Regions from separate parts of the Zea mays genome. Here all the other regions are linked to region 3. A link is a contact called in public Hi-C data. All regions are on one chromosome and are shown on one strand. The core of a region is the stretch at or near the end of the contact, and the rest is flanking DNA. Distances in the headings are between cores, read along the strand shown. Region 1 has its middle 98 kb from the start of LOC103638361. Region 2 holds the start of LOC100382400. Region 3 holds the start of LOC100191721 (liguleless narrow1).

Region 1 (3,768 bases), core at 441-2,940, 320 kb before region 3:
ACAGTAAATAGCAAATTGATAATAAAAGCCTGATCATGAATAATGTGTATCTCAATACCTAAAACCACATAAAGCAATAGCAGGTACTACCCAAAAGTTCAGTGGTAAACAAGGTATAAAGATAGTCAAACTAGGATAACTTGTTGGGTCCTATCAAAATTAACCTATGCAGATCATAATGATTAAAAGGAACATTATTGGGTAAATAGAAGTGATCAAGGGCACAACTTGCCTTCAACGAGCTCCTGCTCAGCAGTCACCACCTGCTGAACACCTAGGTCCTCAGTGGCTGGCTCGTCTACTCGCAACAATACAAACAAGCACAGGATAGCAGAAATTAACATCACACCAAACAACAGAAAGAATGCATGATAATATTGTACGCATCGTATCGAGATCGTAGGAGAAAGAATCACTAAATTCGAAGTTACGGTTTTCGAGTTCTGATTTTCTGAAGTTATTAAGTGCTTGGTATGGAATAAATTGAGTAGACAATCTTAATCTATGTTTCATGTCTAAAAGGAGTTACTAGGTGGTAAACAATATTAGTACAAAATTAATGCAACTGGAACAGATCAAAAAGGAATTAAAATAGATTTATTATGATTTAATCAAGTTTCTATAATTATTTTAATACAAAAACTATTTTTCTCTATAATTTTATTCCTTTAACTCTTCTCTGGTTTGTGCGCAAAATACCGGAAAGCACAAGGGCTAACTTGTAAAGTTTTACCAAACTCAGGTTACATGTTCCTTGATATGTGGTGGACTGTGGGTTCGATTCAAGAAAACCTAGGGGTTCCTATGCTAATGTGTCTGACTGAAAGGGTATCCTTCGCTAACGGCCGACAGATCGAGCACGTGCGGTTCAGATTAGACTTAACGCATTAGCCGAGGCTGTGAGCAGTAGTCACAACCTCACAGGACAAGAGATCCACGACCAAAGTTCGACCACACCTATGCCCGCGCACGGCCACCCGATTCAAAGTTGACGGTCAGATGTTTATGCGCTAAAGAGGTACGCTAGTTTCTAATCCACACTGTTCACCCCGAATCAACGGTCCAGCTCCCTTCACCTACCCCGACGGCGCGCCGGTGAACAGGAGCGTCGTGGCGGCGCCACACGCCGGCGAACAATTACCGTACTACCGAAGCGCGTAACTACCAACTCGACAGGCTCTACTCAACGACAGTAGACGCGAATAGAAGGAAAAGGTCCATACCTGGTTTCGGATGCAGGCGCGTGGTGGTCACGGAGCGCGGGATCTGGCGGCGGAGAAACTATGCCGGCGAGCAATTGTTGTTTCCTCGGTCGTTGATTGCGCCCGGGAAGAAGTGCTACACTATCCACGGGGTTCCGCGCTGCACCAAGGCTAAACTCCGGTCCACAAGCGTCCTCACGGTTGAATGTCGCCGATGGCGACACACTCTCTCTCTCGGCGTGGTGATCTTGCGTCTCTGGCTAACCCAACGATGGCGACTTCACAAGGTTTAAATGCGGAGCTGGAAGAGCGATCCCAGGGTTCCTTTTTATCACCTCACCCTAGGTCAGAGGAGGGATACGGGCTGCTCCACGTTCCGCGCCGCGGTTCTGTTGCGCCGTGGAAGAAACGATTGACATAGGGGGTCCACCTGCCTATGACCGAAAACCTGAGCGAGTCTGCATGGAATCAAGCGGCTGATAAGCGGGCCCCATGTGACAGAGCGTGGGCAGAGAGACGGGCGCGTACAGCTGGGATTGGGCCAGGTTTAGGTGATTTGGGCCCATGCGAGATTTCCCTGTTTTTTCTTTTCTTTTGCCTTTTCTTTTCCCAATTTTACAAGGACTTAAATCAAATGCAAATATTCAACTTAATTCAAATCTTTGTTGTGAATTTGTAATTTAGATTAAATATTCAATTCAATGATGTCAGTATGAAAAAGCACACCTATATATATTTTTCTTCATAGTGAATATGGGGTTTTCCTTTTCTTCTCTTTCTTTTACATATTATTTCCAAGTTCTAGGGTTTAAATTAGGTTCCACCCTAATTCTCATTGTTAATGCATTTTTATTAATCTTATTATTATTATTAAATGCACAAACAATTAACTCCAACATGATGCACGAATTTTTTTAGGTGTTAGTATAGTTGATTGTTTACTTTAAATAAGGCTATTCCCATGTTGTGATGAGTAGATGGCAAACTATGTTTATTGAGATCAACTCCTTCTTGCTATCTACAAACTGGGTATTATAGGCATTCACCGTTATTGGTCTTAGACAATGTCTTTGTCTCGAGGACCTTCGGCGGGGAAGAAGATCCTCATCACAACAAAGCTTTTCTTATGACGAAGCTCCTGTACCATTCAACAGTACGCTAGAAATAAATGGTTAGTCATGTTTTTGAGGACCTTCGGAAGAGGAAGGCCCCCCAACATATATATATATATATATATATATTTATTGCTTTATCACACATTATTTCTTTTAGAAAAATATCATTTTGAATGTGGGATAAGATTTGAAGAGTTAATTCCAAAATAGATATCCATTACTTACTTATTCTAGGAGAAAATAACGTATTTTCTTTTACCCAAAGTCACTTCATCCTGAACATATTTTTATTTAAGAGCATTCTTTGATTATATAGTTCATGAGGATAATAATTTCTTCTACTAGGTTGAGAATCTTTCTATTTTATCTTGTGTTTACTTAATTTCTTAGTATTACTTCCTTTAAGAGACATAGAAGCAATACCCAAACTCTTAACTCATTCCTAGGGTTACAGAAAACTCTATCAGAAGACCATGACTCAAACTTGACCAAATTGCCCTGTGTCAGTGTTTCGAACCTCGCTCAAATAAGTAAATTTATTGTGCGCATTTCGTGCTCCGGAGGGTGTGCGCGGTGGGCATAAGATTTATTCTGGTTCGAGCAGAATGTCCCTACTTCCTGTCATCGGTAGTATGCTCTACCTGCACAATTGATGATCAAAACTCGTAGTAGGGGTTACAAACAGGAGAGAGAGGGAGGAGAGGCTCACAAGGTGGAGTCCTAGCTAAGTCTTGGCTTGGTAGAAGGGCTCTAGCCTCCTGGTCCTTGTTGGCGCTACTCCTCCCGTTGATCCTTGTGGGTGCGTGTTTGAGTGAGCTCGGTTCCGTCTGAAGGCGTATGAGGTCATCTAGTTGTCTTCTAAAACGTCCGAAAAAACTCAATCCCTTGCCTGGAGGCAAACTCCTCCCTTTTATAGGCTAAGATAGGGGTCGACCAGCGGTGGCTTCCTGTAAGGCCCAAATATTTGTATAAGAAAAAAATAAATATATGAAGAAATAAAATAGCAAATTCAGATATCTCAAATTATACTTGAGTGTTGAAAAATTAAGGACCGAATTTGGAAAACCAAGAATTATTTCAGAAAAGAAGTAATAGAAAAGTTTTCTATTCAACTAAATGATTATGCATATCAATAAATGATGTACCATAAGCATTTATTTACATGAATATTTAATTTGAAGTAATTTTTACTTCTTATCCCGCATTCGAAATACTATTTTTCTAAAAAGAAAGAAAACCATATGAGTGTTTTTTCATATTTCAAGCATTCACCAAACAAATAAAATAATTAAAATAAACATATATCTATTGCATTATGTTAGAGTTTATTTGTATGGGTATTTAATAATAACAATATTCATATTAATACAAATGAACTCATTTGAGAATTAAAGAACATCTTGAATGATTGGAAATGAGTAAATAATCAAGAAAAGGGAGAAACGATATAA
Region 2 (3,643 bases), core at 1,093-3,592, 440 kb before region 3:
AAAGAAAATAAACGAACATGAAAAGCTTCTTTATCAGCCAATTCTCCTAATTGTGCTAAAAGTGGCCTATACGTGCTCATGTGCGATTTTACCGCACTCACCAAAAAGTGGCCTACGTGCTCTATGGGTATGGTATGACGTCAAATCTGTGATAATATGGTTTTCGATATGACGGCCCTAAACTGGACATACCAATTCCTAGCCTGTCTTAGAATAATTCAACTATTTCTTCCCCAACTTTATCCATGGTAGCTGGTGGTCTATGACCAGATCCTAAGACATGTCTCAGATGGCTGGCCATTGTTATGGCTATTATCCATAAGGATAATTTGTGTTTGGTGGTGTGAACCCCTCTATCTTCTTATGTGGTGGGCGATAGTTGGCTCTAGGTGTGAAAAGATTTGGCTTTGGTGGGCTGAAGGTGGAGGAGGGTAGTGATGGTGTGGTGCAGAGTGTGGATGCACATTGTGCATATTGTACCAATTTGAGCGATGTACCATGGACAGTCCGTAGTAGGTCACTGGACGGTCCGACGGGACACCGGACGATCCGGGATAGGTTATAGACAATCCGACTTATGGCCAGATGGTCCGAGATTATATTCGAACGGTCTGGCCGTGGTTAGTGGAGTTGACATATTGCACAAGGGTTGTAACTTGTAAGGGGTGGCTGTCCTGTATATGAGTTCATCGACATATCATATAATGATTGAGCTTGTAAGGGTCCATTTTGTAACCGATGAATTAAGCATGGATATCTTGGTGCTAACCTCATGTGATAGAAAGCTAGGCATAGTTTGATTTGTTGCTCTTTTGAATCACGAAAAACTAGGAAATGCTAGATACAGACAGTTTTGAATTTGGAAAAGGTTGACACAAAAAGATGCGAAAAGATGGCAAAACTGACTTGTTCAAATCCCAAAGTCTCTAGAAGCTAGATTCTTGAAAATTGCAATCCAAACATGCCCTAGCATCCATTCGACTGCCTCCCCTAGCTGTGACACATTTATTGCGTATCCCCATTGAATCTAGTTAGGGCATGTACAATCCTGAGACGATGGAATGATTTTCTATGTATAAGAGACAACAAAAAAACTACATTGTACAATCCTGAGCCCCTGAATCATAAATGTAGTTAAGAGACAATGTATATGAAAAATTGTGTAGAGACGGACTCTTCACGAAGAGCAGATTCCTTGTATTTTTTCAATTAAATCCCTAGGGCCCATATTAAATAGGGTTGTACACGCCCTTATATGCAAGCACCAATTAAGGCCTTGTTTAGTTACATGAGAATTAATGGGGGATTGATAGAGATTAAGTCCCTTTCTATTCAATTTTAACTAGCAATGTATTTAATCCTCTACAATCCCATCAATCCTCTTATATCGAATAAGCCCTAATGTGTATACATCAATTAACTGCATATCCATGATTGTGTCAATTATATATGGTGCTAGCACCTACTGTGGCCATAGGCGAAAAGAAAGAAAAATGCAGCTTACAAATTCACGTAAAGCATATTTAACAAATCATCTGCTGCAATATAGTAATTGGGGAAAGGCCAGAAAACATGTCTACCATCGAGAAAGATCTCACAACGGCCACACATGAGGTTCCGAAAAAATATATAAATTGGAGACACACATCAGATACTAGCTAATACTTTACTGTAAAGAAGGTAGTACTATATTATACAGAAAGATCAATGCAAGTTCCTCACTAGTAGACGGCGTCGAAGAGTCAAAAAGGCAAATGGTTTTTATAGCAACTAGCGTTTATTAATATTTTGGGACTCGGCATTCGTTGATCTTCCTCCCGAAAGAGAGGATGAAACGTAGTGCAGCAACTGTGGCCTAGACACCGACACTTGAGAAAACAAGAACTCGCGACGCGAGCAGTGACCGCAAAACCAACTGTTCATGAGTGGCCAAGTAATTAATAAGGACACCAACTAACTGTGATTCGATCGTCTTATGCATTGGAAATCACATGAGACGAGCAACTAGTACCAGTATACATAGGCAGAACAGGGTCATTCAGCGCATGGAATGGAAGTGAAGTGAGTAGAGGAGCTGTGGTGTGTGGTTACTTACCAGCAGGCTGAGGCCGGTGACGGTGGCGAAGGAGTTGGCCATGGATGCGCCAGCGAGGGGCAGCTCTCCAAGGTGTCCCACGTACATGACGGAGATCATCTGGATCACGTTCTGCAGGAGCGCGCCGGCGATCATGGGCCCAGCCAGCCATAGCTGCTTCTTCAGCTCCTCGCGCACGCTCAGGCTCTCCTGCTCGTCTGCCGCTGCGAGGAGCGCTTCCTCCACTGGCTTCTTCGCCATGGCTATCTATCTATGCGCCGCCAGACACTGAACGGAACCGTCTTGGCTCTGCCTCTGCCTCTGCCTCTGCTTCTGCCTCTATTATTGTGTTTCAGCAGTCAGCAGTGGAATGGTACTACTGGACGAACAATTTCCACACGGCTCTTGTATTCCTGACACTGACAACAGCTCCAGTACAATAAAATGATACCGCGAGCAAGCGATTCCAAACAGGCAGCTCGCAGCTGCAGCTCCAGCAGCGCTGTCAGAAGGCGGCAGTCAACGCAACGCAACAAGTAGCAGCAGATGCTGTGAGACGACTAGAGGAATGAATGAAAGCCAATCCTATTTTTCTGCCAAACACTAAAAATAAATAATTCACTTTAATTAAGATGAAGTCAATGCTTAAACTAAAAGCACATTAGTAAATCAGTGATGTTACAAAATATTTCTATGACTCACATGAGACCAGCAAAACAAACGGATCGAAAATCGGACAATGAAAAGTCGGAATCGGTCTAAAACCGTGTCGTGTACAACAGAATAATTGCTGAATTCAGCAGCACAAAATTCTGTTCTCAAATGTCAAACTGAACCAAATAAACGCCGATTGAATTGAAATTTTACACACAGCTAGACAAATATGTTTCCAAGGTCTCCACAAATTTTGAGCTTCAATCGAACTTGTGAATCAACCACAGATCTGAAAATACGAACATGATTGGTCTTTTGTTGGGGTTTTCTAGAACGAACGAGATCAGCTAAGATCATAACCACAAACTACACTAACAGGGCGTAAAAAGTGATAGTATGAGTATATCTCACCCACCAATCAAATCCCAATAGCACCTAGAACACAAGAACTCGATAGTACTTCTCAAATCAACAAGAGAATGGAAGTGAAGAACTCAAGAACACAAGACTTCAAAAATTCAGCAAGGAAACAAACTTAGATTGAAGTCAACCAAAACCTGTGGGTCGAACTGGCGACCCTTTCTCGGATTAATCATTACAGATTACAAGGCACAGTCGACAAACAAAATCACTGCAGATCTCCTGGCTAAACTGGTGAAAACCTAGAGGAAAACTAGGAGTTCTAAAACAAGAGCCAAATTAAACTAAGCCAAAGAGATGCTGAACTAATCAGACCTCCTCTCTATTTATAACGAGTTATTTCTATTTTCTAGTCTACCCTATTTACATAGAGCTTATCCACACCCCCGGGGTGAAATGGACCAACTCTTGGAGTTTTCATCTGACGGCCACACACTTCACATGGAGTTGCTTCGCCTTAATGCACCATCCGTGACCACGCCACTGTCGCCTCCA
Region 3 (3,395 bases), core at 504-3,003:
AAAAAAACATGTATATAGATTGGCTAACTCCGTTCAGTTCAGATCACTGAATGAAGGTTCAGAATGGTACGTCTTGGATGAGGGACTGCTGGTGTTCCTCGAGGTACAAGGCGCCGTTCCGTTGCCCGCTCAAGATCTCCAGCAGGAGGACCCCGAAACTGAACACGTCCGACTTCACCGAGAAGACGCCGTCCAACGCGAACTCGGGCGCCATGTACCCGCTTCATCGATCGCCACGCAGTCGTTTGCAGCACAAACATGTTCAGGTTTGCAGAGAAGGCAGCATTTTATTCTTAGTAAAGTAAGTAGGGTGCGTTGGGTTTTACTAGGTCCCGACGACGCGGCCCGTGTTAATCGCGTCGGAGTCGTCCTCGAAGATCTTGGCCATGCCGAAGTCGGAGATCTTTGGGCTCATCTTGTGGTCGAGCAGCACGTTGCTGGCCTTGAGGTCCCGGTGGACCACCTTCAGCAGCGAGTCCTCGTGGAGGTACAGCAGGCCGCGGGCGATGCCCAGGATCACGTTGTGCCGGGTGCTCCACCCAAGCTGCGCACTCTTGCTCGGATCTAGGGTTTAATTAAATTAAATTAGTACTAGTACTGATCAACCAACCAAGCCGTATCTGTTGTGATCACTAATTTAATTTGGATGGTAAGCAGAGCACAATTATTAGTCCCGTTGCGCTGTGCGCATCAAGTTACTAGGAGTATAGTACCAGTCCATCCACCTCGAATTAATTAGCTCGTAGTACTAGCTAGACACGAACGGAACATGGAATTTATAGCGTGATGACACCACGCCCACCTACCGTGAGACCTACAGCTACGTGGCCATGGCCCAATGGCGGCAAGGAGCTGTTGGTTCGCTTACCGAAGAGGAAGGCGTCGAGGCTGCGGTTGGGGAGGTACTCGTACACCAGCAGCTTCTCCTCGCGCTCGGCGCACCAGCCCAGCAGCCGCACTAGGTTGCGGTGCTGCAGCTTGGCGATGAGCTCCACCTCGTTCCGGAACTCCGCCGCGCCCTGCCGCGACCGCGCTGACAGACGCTTCACGGCGATCTCGGAGCCGCCGCTCAGCACGCCCTGCAAATCATGCATATTGCTATTAGATGTAGAGTAACAAAACAGCTAGCTGTGGCCACATCCATCGACCTTGGGTTGATTTCTCACTCTGTAGACGGGGCCGAAGCCGCCCTCGCCGAGCTTGTTGGCCTTGGAGAAGTTGTCGGTGGCAGCGAGGATGGAGGCGAGGTCCATGAGCGGCAGGTCCGAGCTCGACCGCCGCCATAGGCTGTCCAGCAGGGATCTCCGGATGGCTGAACAAGAGGGCAGGGATCATCCAATGTTAGAAACACACGCAGCAGCAGCGGATGGAATGGAAAGGAAAGGAAAGCCACCAGCAGAGCGCAGTTTCACCATTGCGCTTCCGCCACCGCCAGCAGTAGACGCAGTAGAGCAGCGTGCAGACGATGACCGTTACCAGCACGCCCACCATGATCCGCATCGCGTCGGGGCTGGAGCCCGAGCCGTGCGACGCCGCATCGCCCGCGGGCGCCGGCGCCGTGCCCAACAGCCGGCGCTGCGCCATGCTTCTACCAGCAGAGACTTGTCCGATCCTGCTCTCTGTACACACCGTCGTCGGAAGAAACCGGATGGAATGGAAATGATGATTGAGGCTACGGGCCGCCGGCGCTAAAGGAGCGCAACAAAGTGTGGAAACGAGGGGCACGCAACGCAACTGGGGGAAAAGAAGTGAGAATGGGGAGAGGCGGGCGGGGCGGAGCCGAGCGCGACCGCACTGTGAGTGTGTCACCCGTCGCGTTTGGCCTTTTGTCCTTGTCAGCACCTGCAGTCGGCGGATACCTTTGACCCAGCGACAGGTGATGCGCGTGTCCATCCGCAGCACGACTGCACGAGTACAGCTGAAAACGGGACGGTACTATGATAACTAATATATTTTAACCGAAATCTAATATGCGTATAATTAAGACGAGACGAATATCTAAAGACCAAATATTTATTCGAGTAGATAAATAACAAATACAAATATTATTTTTGTCACTTATTTCTTGTTCCTGACGGCAGATGGACAGTAGGTTGTACTATATGATAACTAATATATTTCAACCGAAATCGAATATATGTATAATTAAAACGGGACGAATACCTAAGGACCAAACATTTATTCGAGTAGATAAATAACAAATACAAATATTATTTTTGTCACTCGTTTTGTATTACTAACGGTAACAAAAAAAAAACAAGGCAGCACACATGACCGCATTTTAAGCTTCTCCCTTTATTTGACTAATTTTTAAGAGTCAATCAAAGAGAGAAGATGGAAACACAAATATTTAACGATACCAATTAGCCATAAAATATAAAGAATGAAACAATTTACTCATCTCAATTCCTTATCGGATTTGCTCCATTCTTACAACATAATGGATGGTTACAGGTATACCTTTGATTTCACTCATAAAGACTCGAAGGTGTTAGAAGGTATCTTCGGAGGTGGAGCGAATCGGTGTTCATGGACTCTAAAAAAGTGTGTCCAATGCATGATAATGTTCCTCTATTTATAGTCGTGAGTTACAGCTTCGTATGAAATTACAAGCATGTTAATAATGTTTACACACATGGATCTTAAGTCATGCGAGGGTGAGGAATATCGTGATTTTTTTACCGAAGAAGATTCTTCCAAATCCTAGTCCCCTTTGGTCATTGATCACCTTTGCGACATGTCATGCCTGCCAATGTTCATGAAGCTCTCCGTGCCATGACTAGGCCACTTTTGTTGTAGCCGTAGTCTTTGTCATGTTTCGGCACTCAGTGGCCATCGTGTCTGCTCCTTTTCGGAGATTGTCAAAAGCAGTTATGTTCTCACTAGGACAACTCGGGACCTCTAGGACCCCCAAAGGGTCATCTTCGACACAACATTGGATCTTTGGCTTCTACCTCAACGAATTAGAGGATTTTTGTCTTTGGTCGAATTTCTTCTCCTAAGAAGCAGGCTAATTTGGTTCCTAGACCTTCAATGTTCTCTAGAATTTAGTTCGATCTTGGTGTGGCTAGCCCCGGGCAACGCTTGTCCTAGGCTTTTCTTTCGGTGCTTGGCACACGTGGATTTAACAGGTTTTCTGATCTGGACCAAGATGTGCATGGTTCCCACAATTGTTAGAACCCAAAGATTCAATTTTTGAATTGGTGTGTCAGTTGTCTCCACTTTGGTCATAGCTAGGATCTTTGTAGTGGCCTAATCCAGTGTCATGCCTATCTGCAAGTGGGCCATATCACTTCGCCTTATGCTTGCTTAGGTAGGAAGCCCATATATTGGACAACCCGGCCACTATGTCCATTTGATACCTTTAATGGAATCAATGAGGATAACTGGTGACA

Evidence for each region. Hi-C and Micro-C count contacts between places; a contact is called where the count stands out from the background.
Region 1: a Hi-C map of bundle sheath shows a contact between it and region 3, with 4 times the contacts expected there. The contact joins the enhancer-like site here to the promoter of LOC100191721 in region 3. A contact is called at or near these places in 2 of 25 Hi-C or Micro-C datasets (bundle sheath and endosperm).
Region 2: a contact with region 3 is called in a Hi-C map of ear, with 1.9 times the contacts expected there. The contact joins the promoter of LOC100382400 here to the promoter of LOC100191721 in region 3. A contact is called at or near these places in 2 of 25 Hi-C or Micro-C datasets (ear and leaf).

What each region holds. Positions count from the first base shown.
Region 1 is chr9:50,703,408-50,707,175 of Zm-B73-REFERENCE-NAM-5.0, reverse strand. No RefSeq gene overlaps it. Among protein-coding and RNA genes, the nearest start is that of LOC103638361, 98 kb to the right of the region's middle. Within about 2 kb of position 1,690, at least 18 of the 20 cell types and tissues checked have an H3K27ac peak or open chromatin away from gene starts, as enhancers often do. A contact at or near this core is called in bundle sheath, where this site is marked.
Region 2 is chr9:50,823,404-50,827,046 of Zm-B73-REFERENCE-NAM-5.0, reverse strand. It overlaps LOC100382400, which reads right to left and starts at 2,342. Exons shown (of 7, transcript NM_001175145.1): 1 at 2,096-2,342. The coding sequence starts at 2,335.
Region 3 is chr9:50,381,086-50,384,480 of Zm-B73-REFERENCE-NAM-5.0, reverse strand. LOC100191721 (liguleless narrow1) reads right to left here and starts at 1,753. Exons shown (of 6, transcript NM_001137150.1): 1 at 1,394-1,753; 2 at 1,167-1,312; 3 at 869-1,079; 4 at 327-564; 5 at 71-221. The coding sequence starts at 1,415.